3 separate regions of the Rattus norvegicus genome follow, and regions 1 and 3 are each linked to region 2. Evidence: chromatin contacts called from public Hi-C data. All regions are on one chromosome and are shown on one strand. The core of a region is the stretch at or near the end of the contact, and the rest is flanking DNA. Distances in the headings are between cores, read along the strand shown. Region 1 holds the start of Ift57 (intraflagellar transport 57). Region 2 holds the start of Cd47 (Cd47 molecule). Region 3 has its middle 190 kb from the start of Cd47.

Region 1 (2,700 bases), core at 76-2,575, 160 kb after region 2:
TGTAAGGCTATTTTCCCTTTGTTCGACAAATACATTTGAAAAACAACATTTTTATCAACACCGAAAATGTTGGCCATCTATGCTATTATGACCAACTCATTTTTAAATAATAATCCCAATCCTAAAACTTCTATTGTAGATCAGGATCAAGATGGTAATTTTTCTCCCTTACAGACTAATTTGGCATTGTGGACAGTTTGTATAAAAGCCCAAGAATCCTTCCAAATGTGTCTGGAAGAGGGTAAGAGCTCAAAACTGCCAAGAGAAATTATATGAGCCTACCCAGAGATGGTAAAAGAAAGTATGTTAGTTCTTTTTTATTTCTTCTTTCAGAATAAAACAAATACAAGTTTTAAAGTGAAGGAAAAGCAATAAAACAGTTATCACTAAGCTACCATGATTACCTGTGGGAGTTTTGTCTATCACTCTTGGCAACTAATGGCACTGCCTTCAGGATATTTCAAACTTTTCCCACCACGGCAAGCACGAAACTTTAGGCCCTATAATGAGGGCCATTCCAACACTTATTGTTTCTTTTGCCTTCTCCACTCTCCGGTTTCTAAGAGTATTATTGCAAAAGTATTAAGTCCTTTGAACCATAGTAATTAGCCCACAAGTTTACGTACTACATAAAAAGTGCTCCTCAACACGGTCCTAAGTAATCACAGTTGTCAGTTTAGGAAGTCTAGCGAAGGAAAACAAAAACTAGAAAGAGATGTAAATGATAAGGCCACTCATCTCTAGAGATCGTTTTTTTTTTTTCCCTTTCAACTGTGGGTATTTTATTACACTTAAAACAAGATTTGTGCTTGGTAGACGGTGCGTGTCTGTTTCAAAGAATAAACAGGCTATCTTCCCCAGGCCTCCCTGCCATTTCAAAACTTGTTTACTTTCTCCACAAAATGATCAGGTCTGAAAAACTCCACCTTCCTCGGTGCAGAAGTTCCCTTCCAGAGCAAAGAAGACAGAGGACTGGACGTGCGGATCCCCGCGTGGGGTCTGCGCCTCACGTAGGAGGGGGCGTCCCCCTGGGGCCCAGCCAGCACCCGGCGCTGGGGCACAGCACGCACCTGGACGGGGGCTTCAGATTGCTCTTTCGGAGTAGCTCCTCCTCGTAGCGGAGCAGCTTCAGCTTCTCCACTAAGTCTTCCATCACCACGAACATGTGGTAGGCCGCTCCCGGCCCGCGCTCCACCACCGCCTCCCCAGCGCCTTCCCCGCGAGCCCGAGACACCCCATCGTCCAAGCCCGACGGCGGGATCACCGCGGCCGCGGCAGCCATCGCTGCTCAGATCCACAGGGCCGGGCTGGACCCGGGCTAGGATCTCTGCGGCCACCGCCGCCCGCACCCCGCAGACCGCCCTGTCGCCAACGTTACCAGGCGACCGCAGGGCTGCCGGTCACCATGGCAACTAGACCCCGCCCCCTTTAGGTTCAGCCGGCCTCTCTAAATTCTCGCCAACCAAAGCTGGGTTTCGCCACGACGTCACGCCATGCCGGTCCCTGGCCTAGGAAGTAGCTCCGCCCTGTAGGCGTGGCGTTTATTCCCCCGCCCCTTCGGGGGACTTTCACGCGAGTCTTAAAGGCCCAGGCTCTTTAATTCTGCGTGCTCAGTACAGCCAAGAGGAGCGGAGGATCTGGTATTCTGCTCAGGGCTGCTGATTGAACCGACATCTGATCTTCTAGGTAGCAATTCAAAGGACTGAAACGAAGCGGAACAGAGTATTGGAGGCTATGCTTGCTCAGTGATTCTTGTTTTATGTTTTTCAAAGTGGGAAGTTATCGTAGTTGTGGTGAACTCAGGTTCATTTTCCCTCAGAAATACCACCCACAAGACTGCTTGTTTATTTCTTAACTTAATTGTTTATTAGATAATGCTAGGCTTACTAGTATATTCTAAATAAGACTTGATACAAGGGTAAGTAATCACTCCAGTTTTAGGAAAATGGTTGCTTGGAAGAGGGTGGCTTGGGAAAGGATTTATACTACACGCTCATCGCCCTCATAATCTGTTCCAAGCCCATGCAGATGTAAATTCTTGAGTACTAATGAAATCTGACAAAATATAGTATCTGGAAAGGAAGTTCTGCTTTGCAGCACTTACATTAGATAAGAAAATTTTTTCTATTACAGCTGCAGGTACTGACCTAGAAAACACATGGAGACATAACTGACCACGGATATGACTTATCCTTATAGTGCTAAGAAAAGTGCTGTATCAGGCAGTTTTCCTAACAGTTAAAAGTAAGAAGTGAAGCGAAGAGTAGTGCCAGGCACTTTTTTTTTTTTTTTAATCTTTTTTTTTCCGGAGCTGAGGACCGAACCCAGGGCCTTGGGCTTGCTAGGCAAGCGCTCTACCATTGAACTAAATCCCCAACCCCATACCAGCTACTTCTTAAGATGACTCTGAAGCAAGAGGTCAAACATTTGTCGGATTAGCCCTGTGCCTGTCAAGGGATCATCAACATGTTGTATCACACCCTAAAAACTGTAGAAGAATCATATTTTTGACATAGCTAAAGTCTGAAACATATTTGTAAAACCCTTGTGATAAGATGAAGAGTTTATCTTCCTCATCAGCCTTGTTTCTGATACTAATAAAGGTATCCGAATGAAGAACAACACTATTCATCAAATAAAAGACACACATAAAACTACTGATTGATGTAGAACATAAAGTAAGGGGAGATAGTCTGAGCA
Region 2 (2,700 bases), core at 102-2,601:
ATACCAACAATTTAGATAACATAGGTCTTTATTATTATCAGCTTCGGCACCCAGGATGCTTGGGAGGGGGAAGTGGTGGGCAGAGGATTAAGGACATCTTGGAAACACATCCCAAACACTGGTCTTTACAAGTGGCACACTGAGGTTAACCATCAGTTTAACGTTCAGTTAATTCAGCATCCTAAGACAAATTTAACATTTTGCTGTTATCCTGCTTCAAGTCTGTTCCGATTCTTACCAAAAGTTCGCAGAGGAATGTGCGGATGTGAAGCTTGACGGGCAGTATATGGTCATAAAAATTCCTATTCTTTCCTCGGCTTTTACAAAGGAGGCACGCGTTTATAAACAGCAAAATACTTTACAAAAGAGGGGGGTGCATCCGTGGCAATTACTGTCTTTAGACGACTGGTAATAGCTGGGCAAAATCCAAAAATACGTTTCCTCCAAAGGAGAAAAAAAAAAAACAACTTTAATCTACAATAAGGAATATATTAAAGTGCTGGCGAGCGGAGGGGGGGTAGCGGGGGTGTCACGAGAAAGTGTTTCCAGGAAGCTTGTTTTTAGGATTCAAAACAACAACCACCAAAATACGCGGCCAGGGAAAAAAAAGAAAAAAAAAACAAGCTTTGATAAAAGCTGGGTGGGAAATAAAACTTGGGTCCATCGTGTTCTCTCTGCTCCAGTGCTTACGCGGTAGAGCAAAAGCCTTTCTGGTCGACTTCACCAAAATGCGCACTTCATCACAAGAGGCCCGGTCCTCCCACTCTAGTCCTTCAACCCCAAATGCTGCGCGAAAGCCCCCAGAAAGGAGAGGGGTGCGAGAAGAGGGGAGTGGGGTCCCCGGCAGCTGCCCCCTCGCTTTCTTTGCAGTTCGGTTTTGCACAGTTGCGGTTGTTCCCAGTCTTCCTTACGTGTGCGCACTGAAGAGTGAGGAGCTTCAGTCCGCTCTCCCCGAGGGGGAAAGGGACTAGGGAAGGAGAGCAGAGGGAGGAGGCAGGAGCACAGATGCCCCGCCGGGCCCTCCCACAGTGGCGCTCCGAGTGCACAGGGCCCGCGCATCCCGCCACCCTCTCCTCTTCTCTCTGCTCTCCTCCGGGCGCCGCCTGGCCGGCGGGGGTGCAGCCCACACTCCTGCGGGGGCGCCTGGGTGCTGCGCACCAGCCTGAGAGCCGGGATCCCCAAGCCACTCACCGCAGCAGCAGGAGCCCAGCAACAGCGCCGCCGCCAAGGGCCACATCTCCGCGCCGCCGGGGGGTCGCCGCCGCAGGTGTCTGGAGCAGCCGCCGCCTCCGCTGCCTTCAAGAGAACGACCAGCAGCGCCGCAGCCGTGATAGGCAGGAACGGCCGCCCAGGCTGCCCGGGGTACGCGCGTGCGCGTGCTCGCCGCCCCGCGCCCGCGCCCGCTCCCACGCCCCGCTAGCCGCGCACGCGCACTCCGCCCCGCCTGGCCGCCTCTGCTCGTTGACGTGAAGCCAGCCTCACACCCAGCTCTGGGCAGGCTCTGGCGGGGAGCGCCAAGCACTAGCCTGTTCCCGGGCTGTGCGAGCTGCACTCTCTGCTCACGGCCGGTCTCTCCAGCTCTCTTCCGGCTTCGTGTCCTGGGCCGGCCTGAAAGACGGAGCGTGGAGCACACACGCTCACTGGAACTCACAGCACGCGCCCCATGCGCAGCCAGGCGGCTCTCCACTCTCCCTGGCCAAGCTCGCCCTGACCTCGGAGCCGCCCAACCCCAGCCCAAGTCCCCCTCCCTCCTCTCCCGGTGTGGGCTCTGCTGGTTTTCACGACCTTCCCTCCCAAGGCTTGCGGCCCTGGAGCCTCGGGGCAGGGCGGAGAGAGGGCGCTGTGACCAGGTGCTGGCCCCCAAGGAGCTCCTTCCCTCTGGCTCCCCCTGGCCCTGAGATCTCCCTGGTCTGACTTGTTCCAGAAGTGGACCTCCTCATCTGTTCTTCTTACTTTGTTGGCTGATATTTTCATCCCCCAAGCAGGGCTGGGTAATCAAGTTCCGTGCATAATAAGCAGTTTAAAACGAGAAGAGGAAAACCACGATGGGGAAAGGGAGACAGACAAGGACTGTGGCAGACCCATTGTGAGTAGACAGATCCATGACACTACCAGCAATGTTGGGAAACTGGCTTATGTCTGCATCCTTGTGTAGACCTCTGCCATGTTTTGGGGGTCAGTTCTTGAATAGTGGGTTTAAAAATGTAGCTCTAAGCCACACCCTTCATCCCGAGGCAAAAGTTCTTTGAGTAAAAGGACTTGATCTCAGTGGTAAGGGATGCACACCTCTGTCCATCCCTTGGGTCGCATTCTCTGACCTGAACTGAAAGGCAGTTAAAATAGCTGTCACACTACTGCACTTCTTAAAATCTTCTACCCCCAGCCATCTCCTTCTAAATATCCAGTGTAACAGTAACACAATTCAGGATAAAAATTGCCACTGTCTATGGTGCTGTGACAGAGTGTCCTTATTTCATGATTATTTTTCTAAGGAGACAACCACTTCCTCCCAGACAGGGTACCAACAACAAACTAAATTTGAGTTCCCCCAAAGTCAGTCTTAGTACCACTTAGGGCTGTGAGAGGTGCAGGAGGAAGCAGCTGGAATCTCAAGTAAGAGGTCAATGACCCTCCTCCTGACACTCTACTTCCCTGAGGGAACATCCACAGTCAGCAGACCCTATCTTGAGAGTCACAAGT
Region 3 (2,700 bases), core at 30-2,529, 190 kb before region 2:
GGTAGAGCCCAGTTTGATCTGATCCAACTATCAATTAATTTAAGCATGCTAGAATGATCCTTCAGCTTCTTCGAAGAGTACAAATGTTTCTGTTTCAGTAATGGTTTTACCCAATTGCCTGGCTTGTAGCCAAGAGTTTTCTTTCTTCTTTCTCAGCTAGATACCTTGGTGACCAGTCTTTCAGTCAATGGGCAGTTAGACTGCATTTTGTAAAGCTTGGAAAATGATAGTTTGGGGAAGCAACACTGATCTGGTGTTTATAGCGGCCCCTTTGTTGGTTTCCAGAACATCACCTAACTAATTGCATATCCAGAGTCAATTAACTTTGTTAATTTTCATCTATAAAATTGAAATAATATTGCAACCTTGCAATGTTGCTGGGGAAGTGAGATTCTATAACATAAAGTGCCCTGTTCAACGCAGACAGCTGATAGCATTTGTCAGATACTGAATTCCCTTCTGCTTCCTTTCCTGTCATTCATGGATGGGGTGCTGTATCTGTCTTTTCAAAGTTGGCAATGTGTCTAAGAGAATTTTGAGTGCCTTCGTTTGACAGGCAGACTTTGTCCTAACTTTGGAAGGATTGTGAAACTCCGAACTAAGCAGTTTTCCTATGTGATGTTCTGATCTCCATATTGTCTCCATACCCCTACCAAAGAGATTTCATGATAACACACCCGAGATACTCGAGACTCAAGAGTTCTGGTTCGGTCCCTTCCTTTGGAGTCATCTGGAATTAAAAAGCTCTTCTAGATTGTGTTATCTTTTTCTGCTGGGATGAATTTGATTTCTTTGACAAACTCAAGCCACTCGCCTCCAGGTGGAGCTGCGAGAGAGAGAGAGAGAGAGAGAGAGAGAGAGAGAGAGAGAGAGAGAGAGAGAGAGAGAGAGAATGGAGATGGAGGAAAGCAAAATAGGTTTGTTCCCCCAGAGAACCAGCCAGGGGAAGATACAATGAAACGAGAAATGGTGCATGATCCGAGGGGATTTGCTGGGAAGAGAAGTGACATGTGAACTCATTCAGCCAGTTTAATTCCACAGGAATCTGAAGAGACTACCAATGTGCTTGGCCAGCCCAGAATAGGATGCAAAAGAAACTAGACACGGTCCCCTCGGAGCTGACAGTCTGGGAGTGGCTGCTTACTGACACAGGACTGAACCCCAGAAGACTCTGAGTAACTCAGAGAAGGAACCAAGATGCAGGTGAAGGCATGGCTTCTAAGGTCAGAGAGAGGCTATTAGCTTTGTGTGTGCCGCTGTCTCCCAGGCACTGAATTAGATGACTCAAATAAATGATCTCATTCGACTTAATCCTAAAAACAGACCTTTGACACGAGAGCCTGTTCTGATGGGGAGGAAAGTGAAGCATGAAAACCAAATACTCTACCAGCGATTCGACTGCAAGTGAGCTTTAAGATGAAAAGCTAATGTGGCTATAGGAGACTCTGAGCTCTCTGAAGCCATGGCTGCTAGCTATAAGTCTAAGCTCTTCTAACTGTACTTCAGTTCCCCTGTGTGACAAATAGACAGCCCAACCCTAGGCTTACCATTTGTGTGGATTGACACTTTCTATGAATCAATCTGCCCCCCCCCACTTTAGTCCCTAATAACTGAGTACTTCTGGTATCCAATCACATGACCTTATCTCTAAATGAAAGATGCTCAGACTAGGGTGGGCTCCGACCCAAGGGAGGGAGGAGGAAACCTAGAGAGTGAGAGACACTATTGCTGTATCAGTTTTGTCTCTCCTGGGCATGATCCCAGTGAGCCCATGATATAACCTTACAGTAACCCCTCACCCCATTCTGACCTGTTTGCTTGGACTAAATTGAGTTTCTGTTACCTGTGACCAACAAATCCCTAGATAGGACAAATGTGTTCCTCATTGTGAGGAATCCATGAGATAAGGTAAATTACAAAGGGCAAAGTTGATGAGACCATAGCTACTTTATCTTGGTGAGTAAAATAGCAATTTGGTTTTTATAATTGGGTTCCAAGGTTTTCGGTTCCTGGAATGTTTCATTATGTCCGAAGAAGGACATGCATAAATTTCCCTTCTGTGTGTTCTGCTGAGAATAATGAATATAGTTGATAGTCATGTCAAAATCAAGTCTTAAGAGTCATCAGGTTTTTTTTTGCATTTGGGATAAGTCAAGTGGCTCAAGCCTGGTCATCTGGTAACTGCTTTTTTCACTGGAGCCAGACAGCCCCTTTCAAAATCTCCTCTAGGGACTGCGTCTGGCTGAGTGACAGAAACTCCCGTTGAGTGACTGGCTGGCTGGCCACGCTGCTATCTCTACGTGTGTGATAATGACTCTGAGTGAGGTTTGACCGGAGATACTTCTATTTGATTTGGTTCGCTTACATTTCTGCTATGTGTCACTCAAGATCGCCAAAGCATACAAACATGGCGGGGAAGAGATCGCTGCGTCTGTGGAACGGAGATGCCAGGAAGCTTCGCACTGGGTCATTTAGAACCATCTTTGGAAAGTACATATGTTTATGTGTTCATGGGTTGGGGTGGTTCCTCTGTTTATGTTTGAGGTCAGACAGCAACATCCTCAAGTTGGGATCCACAGTGTGAACCCCGGGGGTTGACCGCAGGTCCTCAGGCTTGGCAGCAAGTGTTTTCACCCACTGAGCACCCACTGAGCCTTCTCATCGGCCCTTATCATGGCTACTTTGCCTCTGGGTTGTTGA

What was found. A called contact is a pair of places that touch in the nucleus more often than the background predicts.
Region 1: a contact with region 2 is called in a Hi-C map of liver, with 3 times the contacts expected there. The contact joins the promoter of Ift57 here to the promoter of Cd47 in region 2. A contact is called at or near these places in 4 of 12 Hi-C or Micro-C datasets (Schwann cells, frontal cortex, liver and 1 more).
Region 3: a contact with region 2 is called in a Hi-C map of the A7r5 cell line, with 4 times the contacts expected there. The contact joins the enhancer-like site here to the promoter of Cd47 in region 2. A contact is called at or near these places in 5 of 12 Hi-C or Micro-C datasets (the A7r5 cell line, the Rat2 cell line, frontal cortex and 2 more).

The regions. Positions count from the first base shown.
Region 1 is chr11:64,592,220-64,594,919 of GRCr8, forward strand. Ift57 (intraflagellar transport 57) reads right to left here and starts at 1,326. Exons shown (of 11, transcript NM_001107093.1): 1 at 1,071-1,326. The coding sequence starts at 1,282.
Region 2 is chr11:64,436,837-64,439,536 of GRCr8, forward strand. It overlaps Cd47 (Cd47 molecule), which reads right to left and starts at 1,352. Exons shown (of 9, transcript NM_019195.2): 1 at 1,192-1,352. The coding sequence starts at 1,237.
Region 3 is chr11:64,248,607-64,251,306 of GRCr8, forward strand. No RefSeq gene overlaps it. Among named protein-coding and RNA genes, the nearest start is that of Cd47, 190 kb to the right of the region's middle. Within about 2 kb of position 1,280, at least 2 of the 93 cell types and tissues checked have an H3K27ac peak or open chromatin away from gene starts, as enhancers often do. A contact at or near this core is called in the A7r5 cell line, where this site is marked.